Linked DNA regions of Sus scrofa: regions 1 and 2 are each linked to region 3. A link is a contact called in public HiChIP or PLAC-seq data. All regions are on one chromosome and are shown on one strand. The core of a region is the stretch at or near the end of the contact, and the rest is flanking DNA. Distances in the headings are between cores, read along the strand shown. Region 1 overlaps PTGER4 (prostaglandin E2 receptor EP4 subtype). Region 2 overlaps TTC33 (tetratricopeptide repeat protein 33). Region 3 has its middle 370 kb from the start of DAB2.

The links. HiChIP or PLAC-seq counts read pairs in DNA pulled down with a chosen protein or histone mark.
Region 1: a contact with region 3 is called in an H3K27ac HiChIP or PLAC-seq map of alveolar macrophages. The contact joins two enhancer-like sites. A contact is called at or near these places in 2 of 5 promoter capture datasets (fetal skeletal muscle and liver) and 1 of 2 datasets of contacts at active chromatin or transcription factors (alveolar macrophages).
Region 2: an H3K27ac HiChIP or PLAC-seq map of alveolar macrophages shows a contact between it and region 3. The contact joins two enhancer-like sites. A contact is called at or near these places in 2 of 5 promoter capture datasets (fetal liver and liver) and 1 of 2 datasets of contacts at active chromatin or transcription factors (alveolar macrophages).

The regions. Positions count from the first base shown.
Region 1 is chr16:25,677,576-25,680,600 of Sscrofa11.1, reverse strand. The region is part of intron 2 of PTGER4 (prostaglandin E2 receptor EP4 subtype); the gene reads right to left. Among named protein-coding and RNA genes, the nearest start is that of PTGER4, 8.3 kb to the right of the region's middle. Within about 2 kb of position 1,675, at least 8 of the 83 cell types and tissues checked have an H3K27ac peak or open chromatin away from gene starts, as enhancers often do. A contact at or near this core is called in alveolar macrophages, where this site is marked.
Region 2 is chr16:25,731,165-25,733,967 of Sscrofa11.1, reverse strand. The region is part of intron 2 of TTC33 (tetratricopeptide repeat protein 33); the gene reads left to right. Among named protein-coding and RNA genes, the nearest start is that of TTC33, 9.4 kb to the left of the region's middle. Within about 2 kb of position 1,482, at least 6 of the 83 cell types and tissues checked have an H3K27ac peak or open chromatin away from gene starts, as enhancers often do. A contact at or near this core is called in alveolar macrophages, where this site is marked.
Region 3 is chr16:25,146,315-25,149,014 of Sscrofa11.1, reverse strand. No RefSeq gene overlaps it. Among named protein-coding and RNA genes, the nearest start is that of DAB2, 370 kb to the right of the region's middle. Within about 2 kb of position 1,329, at least 1 of the 83 cell types and tissues checked has an H3K27ac peak or open chromatin away from gene starts, as enhancers often do. A contact at or near this core is called in alveolar macrophages, where this site is marked.

The DNA.
Region 1 (3,025 bases), core at 426-2,925, 530 kb before region 3:
ATTTCACTCTTAAAGGATGATTATGATGATGTCTGGGTCTTCTAATTCCACCAGGATCTTTTATATAAAAATCTCACTGTAATTCATATAAAAATTGTGATTTTAAGATAATATTCACCTGTCTTTAGTAGTTATTTGATAATTATTACTTGTCTTTAGTAATCTTTTTAGGTTAGAGAGAAGAGGTGAGTCACACAGCCAAGGAGGATGCTTTAAAAATGATGAAAAGGAGAAAGAACTCATACAAGTATAGCTGGAACCATTTAACCAGGGGAAAATATCTCTAACTTTAATAAGAGTTGACATTGCCCCTTTACCACACAGTATAGTAATTAATATTCATGGTGTATGAATCACTAAGAAAGAGTAGGGATATTTTAGAAAGATTTATGACAAATTGGATAAAAAGAAGTCTAAAATGTTTAAATTTCATTAATCTGCAAAACTTCTACAAATCTTATTTCTAGGTGATGCTAGATCAGTGAGGTGTAACTGTATTTCTATTTCTTTCTACACTGGAATTTAGACCTTAACCAACTACAGGTCTATAATCCTTTATCAAGAAGTTGTTGTTGTTATTTATTTTATTTTGTTTTGTTTTTGGCTGTAGAACCTGAACTTACTAGACCATGAGGCTATTTCTAATTTTACTTATTCCACTTAGTGTGAATATTCCTGTATTTTGTTCTAGTTCTGATGGGGCTATTATATGTTATACAGTATATTACTAAATTACCTTTCTTTTTTTTCTTCTTTAAAATTATAGTTGATTTACAATGTTGTGCCAATTTCTACTGTACAGCAAGGTGACCCAGTCATACATATATACATATATATATAGATATCTATATGTATGTATGTATAATGTATATATAATGTATATATGTATAATATATACATATATAGATATCTATATGTATGTATAGATATCTATATATATATATACATGTGTATATTTGTGTGTATATATACATATATACGTGTATATGTGCGTGTATATATGTTCTCTTTTTCTCATTTTGTCTTCCATTGTGTTCTATCATAATTAATTTTCTAAAAGCCAAGATGTTCTGAATTTAAAACAATCTTGTCCTAAATGTTTTGGATTAGGAATTATAGTCCTGTAAATCTCACAGAATAAAATGGTTCAATGGCTCTAAGATGAAATTATTACCTTTATCTCTGGAAGACAGCTAAATTAAAAAAACTGAACTAAAGTGAACAGCAGTGTATGATGACTACTCTTGTAATACTTTTAGAAACTGCTTAGATAAATGATACTATCAAGACAAAGTATGACTGATTTTCCATCTTTACAAAAGCATCTTGGTTTCTTCCTACCATAATCTTTATTGGGAATCTCAGCTGTACCTGGGCACTGAGAGATTCCCTCAGGTTTACTGACCTTTTCTCAGATGAAGTGTTACTTAGACCTGGTTGTTTTGTTTAAGAATTATTTCCTGACAATGGAATTATTTGTAAAAAGTATGAGGTCTATGGAAAAAAAAGAAAAAAAAACAACAAAAAAGTATGAGGTCTATATTTTACTCACATCACTTAGTATGTTCCTAAAGATAAAAGAAATGATGGATTGAAATCTGTTAGCATCAAGTCTTAGAAAAAAACCTACAGCAGGATTTGTGTGATTTTGAGACTTACACCCTCTAGGTGGCAGTATTGCTCCACTTGGGAGTTCTTGCCTCCCTAAGAGGCATTTTGCCTAGCCACCTCCAAGACTCTCCGAACAGAATACTGGTTAAATCTAAACTTTGAATTTCTCAAATTTTTAACACTGAAATGTTTTATTGCTAGTTGCTTCTCCCACCACTTCCTCAGGGAAAACATGTTCCCACTGAAAGGAGGAAAAATTTTGAATAGCTGAAGTGGATATAGAAGGAATGAAATTTGTAGCTATTTAAAGGAATGTATTAGGAGTTACCATTTAATGTTTAAACTTCTATGACTTTTAAGAAAAGTCAGAGTGTTGTAGAAAAACTAATAATTGGACTTCATAATCAAAGGTGATGGGAAGCAAGGAAAAAAATCATTTCTGTGGCTCATTTCATGCACAGCAGTAATTAATTTTGACAAAGAAAGACTTATTTGGGGGTTCCATGAGAGGGGGGAGCTTCCCACTAATATAAGTTACTGAACCTGGTCATTAATGTCTTTTCAGGAAAGGGGAGCTCACAGGGTAGCAATGAAGATGAGTATGAAAAGCAACATTCCAAATTCAGGTAAAAACAATTCTCCAAAGAATGATCAAATCATTTTAGCTGGTCAAATCATTTGAAAAAAAAATCAAGACGAATGAGTTTTCCTTTGCAGCCTGTTCTCAAAGGAGACTGACTGACTTGAAGTAGAGAAAAAGAAGACAAACATAAACAAAGCTCCACACACTCTGTGGGTTTGAGGAAAAAAACTAGAAATCTCTATCTCACTTTAAAGACTACTTGATTTGATCTTCCCAAAGGGGGAAACCCCAGATTAAGATGGGATGATCCACAGCAATATTTCGGTGTCACGTGGTGAGGTAAAAGCACTTTTCTGGAATTCTTGTCCAACAGGCTCTGTATGTTACACAAATAAACATGCTCAGGCAGTTTTCAGTGTTGGAAGAGAGTGTGCTGTTGATAAAACCGAACCTCTGAGTTGGAGGTGGGTGGAGGAATACCTTAAAAGAATTCACTGAATACAAACAACTTACATAGTCTCTTGCAACTTTAAAAGTTAGTCCATTTTTTTAGCAGCTGCAGATTTGTGCAGGTGGCTTGTCATTAATATTGGCAAACGTGACACTATTTTAAACTTTTTGAGGATGATTAGAAATTAGCATTCAGGAGTATTGGAACATAACTTGGAGAAAATACGATAAATTCAAAAGAAGATGTGATGACAGGAAAGCTTATATAAGGGTGGCTCTGTGCTGTAAAGATAAATGCCCACGCTGTGTTCAAATCCTGAGTCGGCTCCTTATAGTTTATGTTCAAATTATGAAAGTGCTTAGTACAAATATAGTGGAACC
Region 2 (2,803 bases), core at 233-2,732, 580 kb before region 3:
GTGGTTAACGAACCCAGCTAGTATCCATGAGGATGAGGGTTTGATCCCTGGCCTCACTCAGGGGTTAAGGATCCAGTGTTGCTATGAGCTGTGGTGAAGGTTGCAGACACAGCTTGGATCCCACGTGGCTGTGGCCTAGGTCGGTAGCTGTAACTCTGCTTCGACCCCTAGCCTGAGAACGTTCATATGCTCTGGGTGCGGCCCTAGAAAGACAAAAAAAAGAAAAAAGAAAAAGAAACCAAATGTGAAATAATGCTTAAACTATAATAGCACCTCAAATTGAGAGTGCGAGATAGAAACTAAATCAGAGTCAACGACAGTAAGCAGCTTAACAGCCTCAAGTTAGACTACGAATTCTCATTTGTGATGTTTTAGGCACAAAGATTTTTCTCCTGCAGAACTTTGCAAAATTGGCCATTCTGTCTTAGTCAGAGGAAAACCAACTAAATTTTCCACATTTATGAAATCATTTTCAGAACATCCATAAAACATCTTTAGAAATTCCTGTAAGTGCCTGTTAAAAGTTCATTAACTTTGTTGTTTTTATCTGTTTTTCTAGACCACACTAGTGTGTAGAATGGAAAAGCTATTCACTTATTGCCATGGGATCCCCTTTGAATTTCCTGTGGTAGATGAGAGATAGCAACTTTGTGGATAAACAAAATAACTCTTGTTGTGTTTTTTTGTTATGTTTTTTTTTTTTTTTTTTTGGCCTGCATGTCAAAACATTGAGTCATTTCACTGAAGTCAGCTGGATTGAATGCTTTATTTTGAATGGACAACACTGTGAGATGATTAAGTTTTTTTTAGCTCTTTAGCATTTGTTTTGGAGAAATGTATGCACAGCTTTAGAAGATAACAGAATTAAAGGAATCTGGTAGAAACGAGTGGTTCAGCTATTCTAAGCCAAAAATAAATGGAAATAATAGTTTAAAAATATCTAAGAGAACATTAATTTTTGTGTGTGTGGTAATTTATTTTGTTTTTATTTTTCAGTAAAGTTAGTTATTTGCTGCATAGTCTTGTCTGAAATTAACTGAGAGAACAGTAAACTTGATTGTGAGGAATAGAAAATAAACAAGGAAGAATAGTGAAGTTAAATTAAAAATAAGGAGTTCCTGTCATGGCCTAGTGGAAATGAATCTGACTAGCATCCATGAGGACACAGGTTCGATCCCTGGCCTCACTCAGTGGGTTAAGGATCCCACCTTGTCGTGGCTGTGGTGTAGGCTGGCAGCTACAGCTCCGATTTGAACCTTAACCCGGGAACTTCCATATGCTGCAGGTGCAGCCCTAAAAAGACAAAAAATAAAAATAAATAAAAATAAAAAATAAAACTCAGTCCCTGTCTTCCAAATCAGCTTCATCTTAAACCATCCTCATTTTCACTGTTTTTAGCCACACTGGCCTGCCCTTTGAAGAGCTTTGAATACAGCCCTATTGGACAACTTTGTCTTGTGACTCTGTCTGAAAAGCTCTTACTTCCTGTTTTCTGGTGTCTATCATCTTGTCCTTCAGATCTCTGCTCACGTGTGCTCTTCTCAGTGAGCCCCTCCCTGCCTCCCCAGTTTGTGAAGTAGCACCGCTGCACACCCTCTTTCTCCATCACATTGGCCTTTTAAATTTTCTTTCAGTAGGTTTCCCTTTTTGAAATTATCTTATATGCCTGCTTGTTTGTCTCTCTTCTTCTTCTTCTTTTTTTTTTTTTTTTTTCTTTTTTGGCCACCCCACAGCATATGGAGTTCCTGTGCCAGGGATCAGATGTGAGCCACTGTGCTGGTCCAGGGATCGAACTTGGGTCCCAGTGCTCCAGAGATGCCCCAATCCTGTTGGGCCACAGTGGGAACTCCTCTCTCTCTTCTGTAGAAACGTCAGCTCCAGGAATGTAGGGACTTTGTCTGGACAAACTTTTGGACTCTATCTTAAGCTCTTAGAACAATTTGTGGCACCTACCAGGCCCTCAGTAAATACTTATTGAATATTTATAAGGCTGCCTTGTCGTGCTATATTATGGCTAAGTAAGTTTTTGTACATTAACTACTATATATTGCATTGTATCTATAGGAATATACATTTTCCACTCCAGATTAGAACATAGTATTCTGAGAACATATTTTATCTCTGATTCCCACCACACAGGGCCTTAGGGAACAGAATTTTCCCACCTTCCTCCTGCTTGAGAGTATGACACTTAGTCTCGTTCCTTTCCCTGTAAACCTATGATGGTGAGGATTAAGCAACAAAATATGGAACAGCTTTGAACTTGGAATGCGTGACGATCCTTAGAGAAGGTGGAAAAGTCGGGATGCCTCCAGAGGAATTGCTAGAGAAGGCAGGAGGGAGGAAGGTTGATGGATGGAAAGGAGGGAGCTCCTTCTACTTTCTGGGATACATTCTTTTGCCTTGTGATTTTCTTCTTTTTAGCCTCAAGATCTTCTCATTTAGTTTTATTTGGCCATCTAACAGCTTTGTTTGAGCACATTGAATACAGCATGTGAACCAAGTGCATTAATGTCATTCTTCCTCCAAAGGGGGCACAGTTCTTGAGCACCAGTCTCCTGCCATCCAGTTTCCTTCATGAGTAGCCATCTATAGTCTTAGAAAACTTGGTTTGCAGTGGAATGTTTTTTAAATTCTGAAGTTCTGCCTTGTATAGTGTTCATGATTCTTTCTAACCAAAGACTGGTTTACTTTTCTACCCAAGCCCTAAGTAATGTTGGTGTCTTATAGTAGAGTGAGTCTAGTGATTACAGGTCTGGATTTTGAAGTCATTTTCATTTTGTTCATATCCTAGCTTTATCAT
Region 3 (2,700 bases), core at 80-2,579:
TCACAGACATAGAGAGAACAGATTTGTGATTGCCAAGGGGGAGCTGGGAGGGAGTGAGATGGACTGGGACTTTGGGGTAAATAGATGCAAGCTATTACATTTAGAATGGAAAAGCAACGAAGCAATGGGCTCCTAGTGTATAGCACAGGGAACTACATCCAATCTCATGGGACAGAGCATGGTGGAAGATAATATAGGAAAAATAATATATATGTATATATATGTATGACCAGGTCGCTTTGCTGTACAGCAAAAATCAGCACAATATTCTAAATCAATTGTACTTTAATTTAAAAAAAATTCTGGCTATTAACTAAAATAGACTCTTAAAAATGTCATTGCAACAATTGTTTGTTTTAAGCCAAGTCTCATATACTTCTGTTTTTCAAAAGAATTATGCCAATGTGTATATTCTTATGCAGTGTGTGTCAGAATATCTGTTCCCCATACCTTCTACATTGAATACTCCAATGAAAACAGACAAATCAGACAAAATAAAACTTTGCTAATTGAATAGGGGGAAAAATGAAACTCTAGCATCACATTGTTGCTTTATTTTTTCATTTATTTTTTTATCTATTCAAATACTCTGGGCTTTCAACATTGTATTTGTGTGTATGTGTGTGTGTGTGTAAATTGTTTATTTTCAATGTTGACCCAGTATTTCTAATCAATTATGTGTTTTGCATATGTCAACTATTTCTACCCTCACTATTTTTTAAAGCAAATACATTTCTCCCAGTACGTTGTTGAAAAGATTTGTGTTTCAATATGCTGATTTTATGGAATTCTGTTATGATTAAAATATTAATCAAAGCAATAAAATATAGGAGGCTTGAAGGATCCTTGGGTTATCAGGAGCATTATGCATTTGAAGTTATGTTATGGAGGATGGGAACTTTTTTTAAAAAAAGTGGAAGGATGCCAAGGATAATGATGGATGTGGATTGCCTAGAACATGGTAGGCACTTAATAGATATTTGTTCTCTGATTCCTTCCAAATCCTGTCCATCTGTCTCTTCTCCAATCAAGATATAGCGATGAATTTCTGTTCTTCACTGAGGACAAAGCATTTCACAGTTAGGTAAGAATTAGAAATCTTTCTGATTCCATGCTTTGAGGCCAAATGGTTGCCAGACTTAGATAAGCTTTAGTGGGTTTGTAGCAACCATAACAAAAGCCTATGGCTTTGCTTCTCTTCTGCATGGTGTTAAAACTTCCTGGCATAGTCTTATTTCTTCATGTAAAATATAAGCAAGAAGTAGAGCTACTGGCTTTTCAGGCTGGGCAATAGTTTAATCATGGTACTTCCTGAGTAGATTAGGCAAAGTGATGGTGTAACCAGGAGGGTTCTTGCTTAAGCACGTTGCTTTGTGGTTTCCTACATTGTACTATATCTGAAAGAGACAAAATGTTTGCCTCAAATGTTTATATTTCCTTATAAAACGGTTGCTCTTCTGAACTTGATGGAAAGCCTTGAGCAGCATGATGTATCCAGCCTTTTTGCTATTGATTATTTAGATTCATTCTTAGATATGAACTAGGATTCATCTCTGGTCCTTCTAAGATTTTTCTTTATGGTGGGTGATTGCAAAAAACAAACGAACAAACAAAAAACCCAAAACCTATTTATGTGAGCTAAAAGTGATTTTTCTGGTTTTTTGCTATCTTTGCAGCTGATTATGCACCACGAAATAGCTGTAAATGTCCATGAAGAGGGTGTAAATGTGCATTAAGTGGGTATATGCTAAGGGCTGTGGGGCTGAGGGTCTTGATTCCACCACCTACTAACTGTGACTTCAGGCAAGTTATTTTATCTCTTTAACCTATTCCTCATTCTTACAATAGGGACTGCAATTATGATGTTGTCTCCTCTAATGTCAAAGCTCTTGCATCCCGCAGCCGTGTTTTCTCAACCCTAGGCCTCTGCAAATCTTTCATTCTTTGAGTCTCAGGGTTCCCTAAACCAGGGCACTTGACATCTTCTAGATCTGCTTTTCTTGTGCGGTTTGGGGAAATAGAAATTTGCCACATCTTTAATTATCCAACCATCCCCCTCTTCATATGCTGTACTTAGGGTACCGTGCCACATCGCACAAGGCACATTATACGAAGCTATATGAGGATTACTTCCCCACAGTGTGGACCCAGTGTTTACCGGTGTCCCATCCCACTTGAGAACTCTCCACAATGTGCCCCTAGACCCCCACAGCTTCCAAAGAGGAAGAGCAAGGATGTGAATGTTTATCCTCCATGCTGTAACTCTTCATAATGTTCCTGAGTCTCTCACTGCCGTTCTTGCTTTTTCCTCCATTCCTTCTTTTCCATTTCCTCCCTTGGCTAGCAGAGTCTATCTCCCTCATATTGTAGCCTAGGATCTTTCTACCTGTGTATTCAAGTCAACAAGACCTGTGCCCTGATAGTTGATATAAAGAGAGAGAGAAACCTATTTTTTTGAGTCATACCAGGATTCCAAGCCCTTTCTTTTGCTTTAAATTTAAAATTTTCTCTTGGAAGAAAATCTGAATATTAGCTCTTTGTCTTTAAATTCCTGCTATCACAACATTTATCATCTGTAAAACAAATGTGTCTCTGTCTTATATTCAGAGGCTAGTAGAAAAAAATGGAAAAAGAAAAAAGCATATTAATGTTATTGAATAATTAGCTCCATTGCCCTTTGTTAACTTGAACTTCTATAAT